Linked DNA regions of Pan troglodytes: region 2 is linked to region 1. The links are chromatin contacts, called in public Hi-C maps. All regions are on one chromosome and are shown on one strand. The core of a region is the stretch at or near the end of the contact, and the rest is flanking DNA. Distances in the headings are between cores, read along the strand shown. Region 1 has its middle 67 kb from the start of FASLG. Region 2 holds the start of LOC134806926 (phosphatidylinositol glycan anchor biosynthesis class C).

The links. Hi-C and Micro-C count contacts between places; a contact is called where the count stands out from the background.
Region 2: a Hi-C map of a lymphoblastoid cell line shows a contact between it and region 1, with 2.9 times the contacts expected there. The contact joins the promoter of LOC134806926 here to the enhancer-like site in region 1. A contact is called at or near these places in 6 of 7 Hi-C or Micro-C datasets (blood, induced pluripotent stem cells, a lymphoblastoid cell line and 2 more) and 1 of 1 datasets of contacts at active chromatin or transcription factors (stem cell-derived excitatory neurons).

The regions. Positions count from the first base shown.
Region 1 is chr1:76,370,206-76,376,073 of NHGRI_mPanTro3-v2.0_pri, forward strand. No RefSeq gene overlaps it. Among named protein-coding and RNA genes, the nearest start is that of FASLG, 67 kb to the right of the region's middle. Within about 2 kb of position 2,171, at least 1 of the 24 cell types and tissues checked has an H3K27ac peak or open chromatin away from gene starts, as enhancers often do. A contact at or near this core is called in a lymphoblastoid cell line, where this site is marked.
Region 2 is chr1:76,653,483-76,659,350 of NHGRI_mPanTro3-v2.0_pri, forward strand. It overlaps LOC134806926 (phosphatidylinositol glycan anchor biosynthesis class C), which reads left to right and starts at 2,894. Exons shown (of 1, transcript XM_063811516.1): 1 at 2,894-4,060. The coding sequence starts at 2,894. The coding sequence ends at 3,787. It overlaps PIGC (phosphatidylinositol glycan anchor biosynthesis class C), which reads left to right. Exons shown (of 4, transcript XM_001147637.6): 3 at 1,313-1,521; 4 at 2,680-4,060. The coding sequence ends at 2,752. C1H1orf105 (chromosome 1 C1orf105 homolog) reads right to left here. Exons shown (of 7, transcript XM_016932683.4): 2 at 351-436.

The sequences.
Region 1 (5,868 bases), core at 921-3,420:
GAGCAGTAAAGGCTATACTGTGGGTCTCCTCCCAGCTCCTCCTGGGAATGGCCAGGCAGTCTTAGGAGGGACCAGCAGGGATGGAGGCATGTGGTTCGGATGCATCTTGGTCCTGCGGCAATGGCATTGGGGCTTGTCTTGGGTGCATGAGTGCCTGACCTCCACTCTCTCCTGGCCTGGCAGACAACAGGAGCTGCAGCTTCTTAGGACAGGATGCAAAGCCTTGGAAGGTGGGCACCCAGAGTTGCATTTTGCTGCAGCTGTGAAAAAAAGACCTTTAGCATGCAGTTTTTCAAGCAGTCTCTTGGTGTGTTCTTTAGGCAGCTCCCCCTGCCAGTCTGTGGAGGTCATAGGAACTCTTGTAGCTAGGAGCTCAGAGGTCCACAGCAGGAATGAGGTGTCCCAGGGTTCCTTCACTCACTGCTTCCTTGGGTCTGACCTGGGTCTAGGGGTCAGTCCTGATGCCAAGCAGGCAGCCCTGTTTCCTCTTTCTTCAACCACGAGGTCTTCTTTTGCTTCTCTATTAAATTTCAGTGTTTTCTCTCAAAAGTTCTGTTCGAAGTGTGAAGGTTTACTCAATATTTTGGTTTTTCTCCATGGAAGAGGTACATCCCAGCCACATTTACTCAGCTATGTTTAATTCTTCCAGTTTTTACATAATTCTCAACAAATTGCAATGTCAGTGAGAACCTAATATAAACTACAAGTAAGCATTTAATCTACTTGTAGTTATAAGCCACTTTACTATTTAGTATACTTCTGCCGTTTTGACATTAGTAGTCAGATGACATGCAGAGGAGCTCCCAGAAATGAATTTTATTAACTGTGTAAATAAGCTGTGAACTAAAGAGAACCCTCAGAGAGTTACAGAGCTGAAGCACATCATGATGATCATCCGTTTCAAATGCTTCAATGTACAGACAGAAAACTGAAGGCTGAGAAGGAAAATTACTGGTTTGCTAAGCTTACATGAGACTTACACATTGAGGGAACCAGACCTTTAGAAATCAAGTCAAACAGAGAAGCAATTGTAACTGTTAACAGGTCATATTGAAATCTCAGGATAGCTTCAATTAAATTGATCGAGGCACTTAAAAAATCATGAGTCTTAATTTTTGGTTCTAAAGTCAAGTCACCAACAATATTTAATAAATGACTCTATTCATTATCATAAATATAAATCAGACAAAATCACCCAGAACTTAAACACTAAAATGATCAAAAGTAAGGTTTTGTGTTACCCATCTTCTTCCACTTTAACTTGTTATTGCATTTGTAATACATATTACAGCATGGGGAGGAGAGGTGTCTGATCTGTGCTTGACACAACTGGGGAATATACACACATATCTACTGATACAATTTTATACCAGCAGACATGTTCAGCTCTAAATTCAAAGCAAGGCTGGTGTACAGCTATCTTTCCTTAATTGTCATAAGGTATTCATATATGTGTACAGTGACGGCAAAAGAAGTTTTGTTCTGCAGACTATTTTTAAAAGGGTTTTAAAAAGTTTTTCTAAATAGTTAAAATATATTTTAAAAATATATGAGTCACATTTTTATGGAATCCAGGAAATATTTTCACTGAACTCTTCTTTGGGATATAGTTGAAAATCAGTAATATAGAGACCACTGGTTGTAAATGCAAACAGCTTGAGTGTCAGGTCTCTAGCCCTCTTCTCCTTAGGTCCACTCTAGTTTTCATACAGGTCCTGAGAACCTAGGCTTCTACTAGTAGCCATGCTAATTCCTTCCCAGAGGCAGTTTGAGGTGGCTTCAAGAGGAAGCAAGTCTTCTCTGCTTACCACCTGTGCTTGTAGATTCTCTAGATGAATTCAGACAAGACTGACTTTCAGAATGAATAAAACTAAGGCTATTAATCTGTGACCTCAGTGTACAGGAATTATCATCCCCATCATGAGGATGAGGCAGGTCATAGAAATTGAAGAGCTTGCCCCAGTCACCTACCAAATAAATGGCAAAGTAAAGCTATCTGAAGTGAGGTCTTCTCTGCTTACAACTTGTGTCCTATGTCCACTCCAGTTTTCATGCAGGCCCTGTGGACCTAGGCTCCTCCAAGTAGCTATGGGAATTCCTTCCCAGAGGCAGTTTGAGGTGGCTTCAAAAAGAGGAAGTTCTCTGCTTATAAGCTGTGCTTGTTTGCCAGCAAGCTTTGCTGCTAGGTGACCACAGCACCCCTACAATCTTACAGCATGAGACAACTGTACATTAGACATGACACAGATGGTGCTAGGGGAGAGCATGGGCTTAGGGGGTCAGGTAGATCTCGCTTCAGATAGCTTTGCTTTGCCATTTATTTGGCAGGTGACTGCGGTGAGCTTTTCAATTTCTCTGAGCTGCCTCATCCACATGATGAGGATAATAATTTCTGTATCCTGAGGTCACAGATTAATAGCCTGAGTTGTATTCATTCTGAAAGTAAGTCCTGTCTGAATTCATCTAGAGAATCTATCAAGTAGCCTCAAATACAAGGGAAAGAAGTTATTCAAAGGCAGAAAGTTATTCAAATACAAGGGAAGGAAGTTATTCAAAGGCAGAAAGAGTCCATGTGCCTGACTTTGGTCCAAGGGTAGAATTGGAGAGATAGAATAGTGTGCCTTCTTATCCGGTGACAGGGCTCCACATGTTATGCCAGAATCTTTGAGAGGAGGAGCTCTAATAAAGAGAATTAAAAAATAAATTGTTTCCCCAAAATATTTGCCATTACATCAAGAGTACAAAGGATTCTGATTTGAAACCCATGGAAGAAAACAAGGATGAAAGAGACTTGCACATCTTTTTCTTAATTGAAATATGCACAGTAAAGTAAAAACCTCACATAATTTCATCACATAAAAAGGACATAAATACTAAAAGAAGTTTCACTTTCATTCCCAGAATGCTTTGAGCCTACCCCACCCCTATTCATCTTAACCCCACCCCTCCCACTCCCAGAAAACTACAGTCATTTTGTTATATAACTTTAGAGACTTCTTTCTGTGATTATACACACACAAATACACAAATATTCTTTTTATTTTTTAATTTTTAAAATTTTTAGACATTTAGGGGGTACAAGCACAGATTTCTTACATGTATATATTGCTTAGTGGTGATGTCTGTGCTTTTAGTGTACCCATGACCTGAATAGTGAACATTGTACCCAATGGGTAATTTTTCAACTCTTACCATGTCCCTCCCACTCTCCCACATTTTGTTATCTCCAATGTCTATTTTTCCATTCTCTATGTCCATGACATACACATATATTGTTCTTAAATGAGACTGTGCTATGCATATTGGACTGAAATTGCTAAAAGCTTCTCATACTCATGCTTTCAGGTCACTATTTATGGGTCACCATACCAAAGCTCCTGGGAGCTTTCCCTGTTATTTCAGAGTCCTGAAAATGAATACTGCTATATATAAAAAAAACACTTTCTATAAGACTTCCTTAATCCTTTTCAAGAAGAGTAAAGTATCTCTTCAACTGTTTTCCTAAAACATGTGTGTTGCTTATATATTCACTGTATCCCTAATTACATTCTTTTAGTATAGGTGCCAGTTACTGGTAACAACAAAAAAATCAACCTCTGCCAGAATATTTAAAGAGGTTTATTCTGAGCCAATATGAGTGACTATGGCCTGGGGAAACTGTCTCAAGAGTTCCCGAGAAGGTGTGCCCAAGGCAGTTGGGTTAACGTTTGGGAGGGAGACAGAAATTGCATGTCAAAACATAAACGAATACATGGGAGTTGTACATTGAGTCTATTCAAAAAGGCAGGACATCTGGCAGTGAGAGCTTACAAGACACAGGTGAGTTTAGGGATTATTTAGTTGGCAATTGGTTGAAAGAGTTGAGCTTTGTCTCAAAACTTGGAGTCAGTAGAAAGGAATGCTTCAGTTAAGACAAGGGGGTCTGTTTTCTGTTACATGATGCCATACCAGAGTCTGGTTGCAAAAGTAAGCCACTATATACTGGGTCAAAAAAACTTGTTTAACATAATTTTATGTCTTGTAGATTTGACTCCCTGTGGGCCCTTAAAAAGAAATCTGAGAAAGTAAAAATGTCAGAGTTCAGTCCTTACCTGTTTTTTTCCACTAGACTGCAAAGTTCTTACTGAAAAAGGCCTTCCCTACTCTTGACACCTGGACTTCCAAGGGTCCGGAATAAGGCCAATCAAGCCACAATATCTGAAAGAACATGCGATGGGAAGTCAGATCTGAGATTTACGCTCTACCCTGCTAATAATTTGCACCTCATGTGGAGAAGTTCCAGCCCACCTGGATTGTAGCTTCTTCATTTTTAAAATCTGTTTACAGTCAAGGACTGGGATAAACTAGATGTCCTTTAAGGCCACTTCAAACTTTAACATGCGAAACACAAAACTGATATCTGCAACATGGAATAGTAATAGCTAAAGAGAAAAATGTTTACTATCAAAATATTATTGTTGTCTGACACTAAAATACATATTTTGTGTATGAGACAGGGTCTTGCTGTGTTGCCCAGGCTAGAGTGCAGTGGCACGATCTCTGCTCGCTGCAGCCTCAACCTTCCAGGCTCAAGTGATCCTCCTGCCTCAGCCTCCTGAAGAGCTGGGACTACAGGAATGCACCACCATGCCTGGATAATTTTTGTATTTTTTGTAGAGACAGTGCTTTGCCATATTGCCTAGACTGATCTCAAACTCCTGGGCTCAAGCAATCTGCCTGCCTTGGCCTTCCAAAGTGCTAGGATTACAGGTGTATGCCACTGTGCCCTGCCTGTAAAATACACATTTTAGTCAGTAAAAGTTAGTTACATGTAACTATTCTTATTTGTATGTGAATAACTCTTAAGTTCCCATGAGCAACATAGTTAGAAATTATTCCTTAGAGTAGGATATTTTACAGATGGCTTTGTGGCAGGCCAATTCTCCCTGACAATCACACAGACAGGCCTGCATGACAGTCACACAGACAGGCCTACATAGCACTCCAGTTACACAGACAAATTTCCATAGCACTGTCTTACCATTGAGCAAATAGTTAAACCTAGGGAAATCAATGCCCAGACATCAAAACTAGAAATGAAACATATGGTCAGTAGGAAACTTGCATGGGCTTCTCCCTAACCTGGAGCAAACCAAAATAATAGAGACAGTCTTACATTCCTACTGCCAGGACCCATCTTGCATTGACAAAATCTGAGACAAGTCAAGGTAACAGAGACAGCTGTTTGAATAGATTCATTGGAGAGTCTAAGGCAGCTCTCCGGACCAAGCTGTAAAGGAGATGAGATAGAAATAATCACTCTGGTACCACAGTAGACAGGCCTTGAAGGTACTGGGGCCCTTTTAATTGGACTTAGCAAGCAATTTTTGCCTCTGACCTTCTAGTTGAAACAGAATCAGTTACCAATAGACTTAGGCGAATGCTATACTGCACATAGGCACATAGCCCCAACCTATATAAGCGCTAAGAAAATTGAAACACTTTGAGTTGGTGGAATTACCTCCGGCCTTCTCTGTGTATCTGGTTACAGTGATAAATTCCCTTCTTTCCTAGTTTGTCTGCTTCTCATTATTGGGACTGGAGAAAACACAGTCGGACCTGGCTTGGTTCCGGGAATAGCTTGGCAAACAAAATGTACTAATAATTGATTGATTTTCATTATTTTGTTTTTTAAAAGGCAATTTTTCGTGACCCCACATTCCAATTCCAGGGGTTTCTCTATACTGCCTAATTATTCTACAATCACCTAAAAGTATTACTACTATTACTAAAACTATTACTAGTATTAATTTTTATAATAATAAAGATAATAAATTATTACATGGTGCTTCAAAGTTAATCTCTTTCACACCGAAGTTAAATAGATAA
Region 2 (5,868 bases), core at 1,644-4,143, 280 kb after region 1:
TTGATGGTAAAAATGTGAAAATTTCAGACTACAGCAGTGGAGAAAATGTGGGGTGAGAAAGAGGATGGAAGTGTTTTGAGAGACAGTGTCTAGGGGCAAAATTATCTTATACTGTTGAGTGGTAGTGGTGGAGAGGGAAAAATTTTGAGATCTCATCTCCTCTAGCCAGGCCTATACTCAGTGATCATTTTTTTCTGAGAAACCCGGATTATTTCTATTTTTAAAGCACTTGATTTGAGTTTCTCAGTGGATCAAATGCGCCCTCTGATAATTGTCCCCATCCCTTAAGAAGAAATCATCTTCTGTGAGATGTTTCGTAAAACTTTTGCCCTCGGTGGCTGAGAGGTTACCTTCTGGGGAGGCTGAGCACTAATGGCTTGTTTACAAGGCTGGCCTCACTAAGCCAAGGAATCTTGTCAAATTTTGGAACAGAAGCCTAGAGGGAAATAGAGAACATTTTACAGAATGTATCACACTTAAACATTGCTATCATTACGATGGCCAAAGTCAGCTAATAGCAGCCATATAGTGAACACTTTACAAACCATTTTTATATTTAACTCTTTAACCATCCTATAAAGTAGCCAAGTGCAAATAATGTCATCTCCATTTTACTGATGAAGAAATCAAAGCTCAGGTAGTGTGATTTGCCTTGAGTCACTGAGCTAGTAAATGGGTCATGTTTTCTGACTTTTATTTCCACTGTATCCTGTGTTTTACTACATCCCTTTGTTTCTTTATTACTTCCTTCTGTTTATATATCCTTTAATATTTCCATGAACTCAGTTTAATTAGCAATCTTGTCCTCACTTCTTTTAGGAGGTAAAGAGGAAAAAAACCAAGCTTTGAAGCTATAGACAACTGGATATTGATCTCTGTTCATCTACTTCCCAGGTGCCTGTCTTTGGACAAATACAACTTATCTGAGCCTTAGATTTGTCCTCTTTGAGGGGGGAGATGATATAATCAGTGTAAAGGTCAATGCACCAAAAAAGAGAGTTTCATGAGAGCAGCAATTTTTGTGTGTTTCATTCACGGCTGTATCATGAGCACCCCAAGCATGGCTTGTTATATGCAGGCATTCAATCAGTATCTGTGGAATGAACACATGGATGCACGGTAAGTCCCAGCTGAGGGCCTGACTTAATAAAGGAGCGCAACAAAAGCGGCCATTATCTCTCACCTACCGGCCCAGCCTCTTTCCTTGTCCTCTCTTGCCTTACCCAGTCCTTCAGATGGCACATCCCATCTTTCAATAGGGGATTGCTGGGGATTTGCCTTCCTAGGCTCAGAGCATTCGGGTTTGGGCCAGTTTCCAGGAGAGGAGACCGGAGGTCCTCCGAGCAGCCAGGAGGGGGCAGCAGTCACGTCGCGATGGTTCCAGCCGGGGAAGGGTGCCCTCGCTGAGGAGATTGCGGCGGACCCGGAAGTGCTTGGCCACAGTCGCAGCCCCGGCGCCCCGGAGCGGGAAAAAGGCTGGGTGCCGCCGTCCCTCAGCTGCGCAACCCTAGGAACTCTCGGGTAGGTGGGTTCCGTGTAACGGTCAGTGTTTCCGGGGCTCCTTTTCCTCTGCTGCCTCCCGCAGACCCAAGGCTGAGTGAGGGGCGGCGGCGGAAGTGGGAGGCCCACCCAAAAAGCCAAATGGGGGGCCAGAAGAGTGAAGGCGCACCCTGGGGTCACCCTACCCTACCCTGTCCCCTCCCAGCCCCACTCTGCGGGCGGGCGCTGCCCTTTTGGGCGTCGCAGACCCTCCAACCCCGGCGGCGGCCTTAAGATTCCCGGGCTGGGATCCCTGCTGCAGAGGGGGTAACGGTGTCTGGCTTGCCAAGCAACATTTGTCGTGGTCTAGCATGGAAGAAATAAAGTCGGGCAATATGAAATTTTTTTTTTCTCAAATTTGCCGGATGGCTGTGGTGTTTCTGACTCTTAGTTTTCTCATTGTGAAAAAGGAATGATTATCTTCTTCGATCCTCTCAAGAGTTTCCTTGTTTTGTGTAGATTGATAGCTCTTTAAAGGATGCTAAGCTCAGCTAATGGAAGAAGAGTCTAGTTTCTTTGAGGCTTTGATTTTGGCTAAACTATAGAGCTCATACCTTTCTGTATGGTGCAGCTTACTATTGTCTTTGGATTGGTAACTTAAAAAATACAAATAACATGCCTTTGAGAACCAATAAAAACTATGGATATTATCCCTATAAATTTACACAAATCCAGATATAAGCGTGCAATGTGATATACCTAAGGGATATGTGAACCACTGAGTTAAGAACTGCTTTAGAGGGAGATACAATGTGAGACACAGGCTTTGGGATAAGACTTTGGTTTGAATCTTGGCTCTGCTCTGTTACCTTAGGGCAAAGTTACTTAAGCATCTTGAATCTCAGCTTTTTTACCAAAGCAGGACTAATACTAACTTACAAGGTTGTGAGGATTAAGTGAAAGAAGATACATAAGGCACTTAGCACATAGTAGGTACTCAATAAGCGATAGCTAACAGATGTCTATTATTATTCAAGGAATTATAATTTTCAAATCTGAAATGCAGTTTTAATGTCCCATAAGGTGACTACCACATACATTTTTCTCAGACTTTTAGTAAACTGAGTTGATTTGACTTTAACTCAGTGCTACTCTTGACCTTTCACAACTTTCGTAGGTTCACAGTCTCTCTTTTTCTAGGAACTTGGCTGTGTTGTCCTGCCTCAGAGACAAATTCATCTATTGTAGGCCTAGCCTGGGTTGCTGCCTTTGAAAACAAGGAAAGGTTGGTAGAACATCAACACAGCATGGAATTTCCAGGGAGGTCTCATTTCAAAACTTCATAAAGAACAAGAACCACCTGGACTTCTGTGAGGGCGATGATTAAACTGGCCTGAGTTTGAATGAAAGGATAATGTGTGCTCAACCTGTAACTAACACCAAGGAGGTCAAGTGGCAGAAGGTCTTGTATGAGCGACAGCCCTTTCCTGATAACTATGTGGACCGGCGATTCCTGGAAGAGCTCCGGAAAAACATCCATGCTCGGAAATACCAATATTGGGCTGTGGTATTTGAGTCCAGTGTGGTGATCCAGCAGCTGTGCAGTGTTTGTGTTTTTGTGGTTATCTGGTGGTATATGGATGAGGGTCTTCTGGCCCCCCATTGGCTTTTAGGGACTGGCCTGGCTTCTTCACTGATTGGGTATGTTTTGTTTGATCTCATTGATGGAGGTGAAGGGCGGAAGAAGAGTGGGCAGACCCGGTGGGCTGACCTGAAGAGTGCCCTAGTCTTCATTACTTTCACTTATGGGTTTTCACCAGTGCTGAAGACCCTTACAGAGTCTGTCAGCACTGACACCATCTATGCCATGTCAGTCTTCATGCTGTTAGGCCATCTCATCTTTTTTGACTATGGTGCCAATGCTGCCATTGTATCCAGCACACTATCCTTGAACATGGCCATCTTTGCTTCTGTATGCTTGGCATCACGTCTTCCCCGGTCCCTGCATGCCTTCATCATGGTGACGTTTGCCATTCAGATTTTTGCCCTGTGGCCCATGTTGCAGAAGAAACTAAAGGCATGTACTCCTCGGAGCTATGTGGGGGTCACACTGCTTTTTGCGTTTTCAGCCTTGGGAGGCCTACTGTCCATTAGTGCTGTGGGAGCCATACTCTTTGCCCTTCTGCTGATGTCTATCTCATGTCTGTGTCCATTCTACCTCATTCGCTTGCAGCTTTTTAAAGAAAACATTCATGGGCCTTGGGATGAAGCTGAAATCAAGGAAGACTTGTCCAGGTTCCTCAGTTAAATTAGGACATCCATTACGTTATTAAGGCAAGCTGATAGATTAGCCTCCTAACTAGTATAGAACTTAAAGACAGAGTTCCATTCTGGAAGCAGCATGTCATTGTGGTAAGAGAACAGAGATCAAAACAAGAAAAAAATGAACCAAAGGCTTGGGTGGTGAGGGTGCTTATCCTTTCTGTTATTGTGTAGATGAAAAAACTTTCTGGGGACCTCTTGAATTACATGCTGTAACATATGAAGTGATGTGGTTTCTATTAAAAAAATAACACATTCATCAAGTTGTCTCATGATTTTTCCATAAACAGGAGGCAGACAGAGGGGCATGAAGAGTGAAGTAAGTGTGTGTGTGTGTGTGTGTGTGTGTGTGTGTAAAGTCACTTCTTTCTACCCCTTTCAATGTGCTAATGCTCTTTATCTAGGGCTCAAATCTTAGAACACAGGGTGCTATGTTCAGTTTTGTTGCCCAAGATCACAGAATTGGTTACTTAACCTTGACTCAGAGTTTCTACCTTGTTCTTAGGGAAGCATATCACAACTAATTGCAAAGCAGAGTGTGATGTGTCACAATAAGCAGAATGCTAGGGAGAATTCAGAAGCTGGAGATAAATTTCAGCTGGAATAATTAGGAAATATGAGAGGCGGTGACATTTAAGCTTAGTCTTGGAGGATAAGGGAGACTTAAATAGGCAAAAGATGGTTTTAGGGCATTGTGGTGAAGGCCTTTGGAAGCCAGGTCAGTAATGGAAGCGAGTGAAACTGGCATACTTTGTGTGACTGATGGCAACTGTGAACAACTATGGAGATGTCCAATGGAGACACCTGCTATTGTGCTGCATCTATTCACAGTTTGTGCCTAGCTTCAGACCTTTAGAATTCCAGATAGGATTCTAAAAGAAATCCCAATAACTGTGTATCTGATTTTTAATATGAAATCTGACTTGTAAATTAATCAGTCTAAAAACACATTTGCAGGCAACATAAGACTACTACTGTGCCCATCTGTCCTTAGCATGGGCACAATGATGGGACAATATTTGATGGCCGTTCAGGGTTATGGGGACTTTTGGGAGGGGATATTGGGAAAAAGTCAGAATGGGAGGTTGAGTAGCAATTTGAGGGCTATGAATTTGGGCTCTATACTGTAGGTAATGGGGAGCAATCCAGTTTGTCTAAGGTGGAAATAAATTATCAAATCTTGGGCCACAACTGTTCTATGTCTCAGTTTTCATGTGTAAAGTGGGAATAAAAGTATCTACCTCTAGAATTGTGGTAAATGGGATACATGCAAAGTGCTTTGAAGAATGCCTGATACGAAGCACTATGTATTAGCATCAGCACTATGTAATAGCTAGTACTAATGTATTAGATGTTGTTTAAGCTGACATGTAAGAAAACCTGAAGAGAGCAGAGACAAGGTGCCAAATGCAGCAGGCACCTCCCAAGATAGCTGGTTATTCCTGTGGTAATTCATTTGTGGCAAGTTTCTATACTGTCCTTTTATCACTAGGAATTAATTTCAAATCAGAAATTTTGTTAAGGGAGTCATATTCCAAAATATAATGTTTTTATTTCTTTGAACATAAATTTCTCAAGAATGTCTGGGACCTGACTTTGAACTAGTGTCTTCAGCTCTTGTCATGTCACATTCTTTTTCAGAGTTTTATTTGGACAGATGAATATTGTGTTTTGTGATAAAAAAAATTGGTGGTTTTCTGTAAGGTCAATTGGACTGCTTTCTGTATCCAAGGACACTGGCCAATGAGGAGAAAAGGGTTTCAGGGACTAACCTCTGAAGCCCAAAGCATCTGTCCACTGCCTGCTCCTGGTTTGGGCTTGTGCCTCAATAGAGGCATGCCTCATAATTATTCTATAGTCCACATCAGGAACAGGGCTAGGTGTTGGTGGTTGAAGATAGTAAAGAGTTCTATGAAATTGTAGTTTTTGTTTATATGTATTAATACATTTGTATTATTTGAAGGCATTTGTGATTGTTAATTTTAGGGAACTCAGGTAGCAAACGTGCATCTTGGTGACCAGAAAGTTTCTCAAACTTTCAAGAATAGTTTCTTGGTGGGATGACAA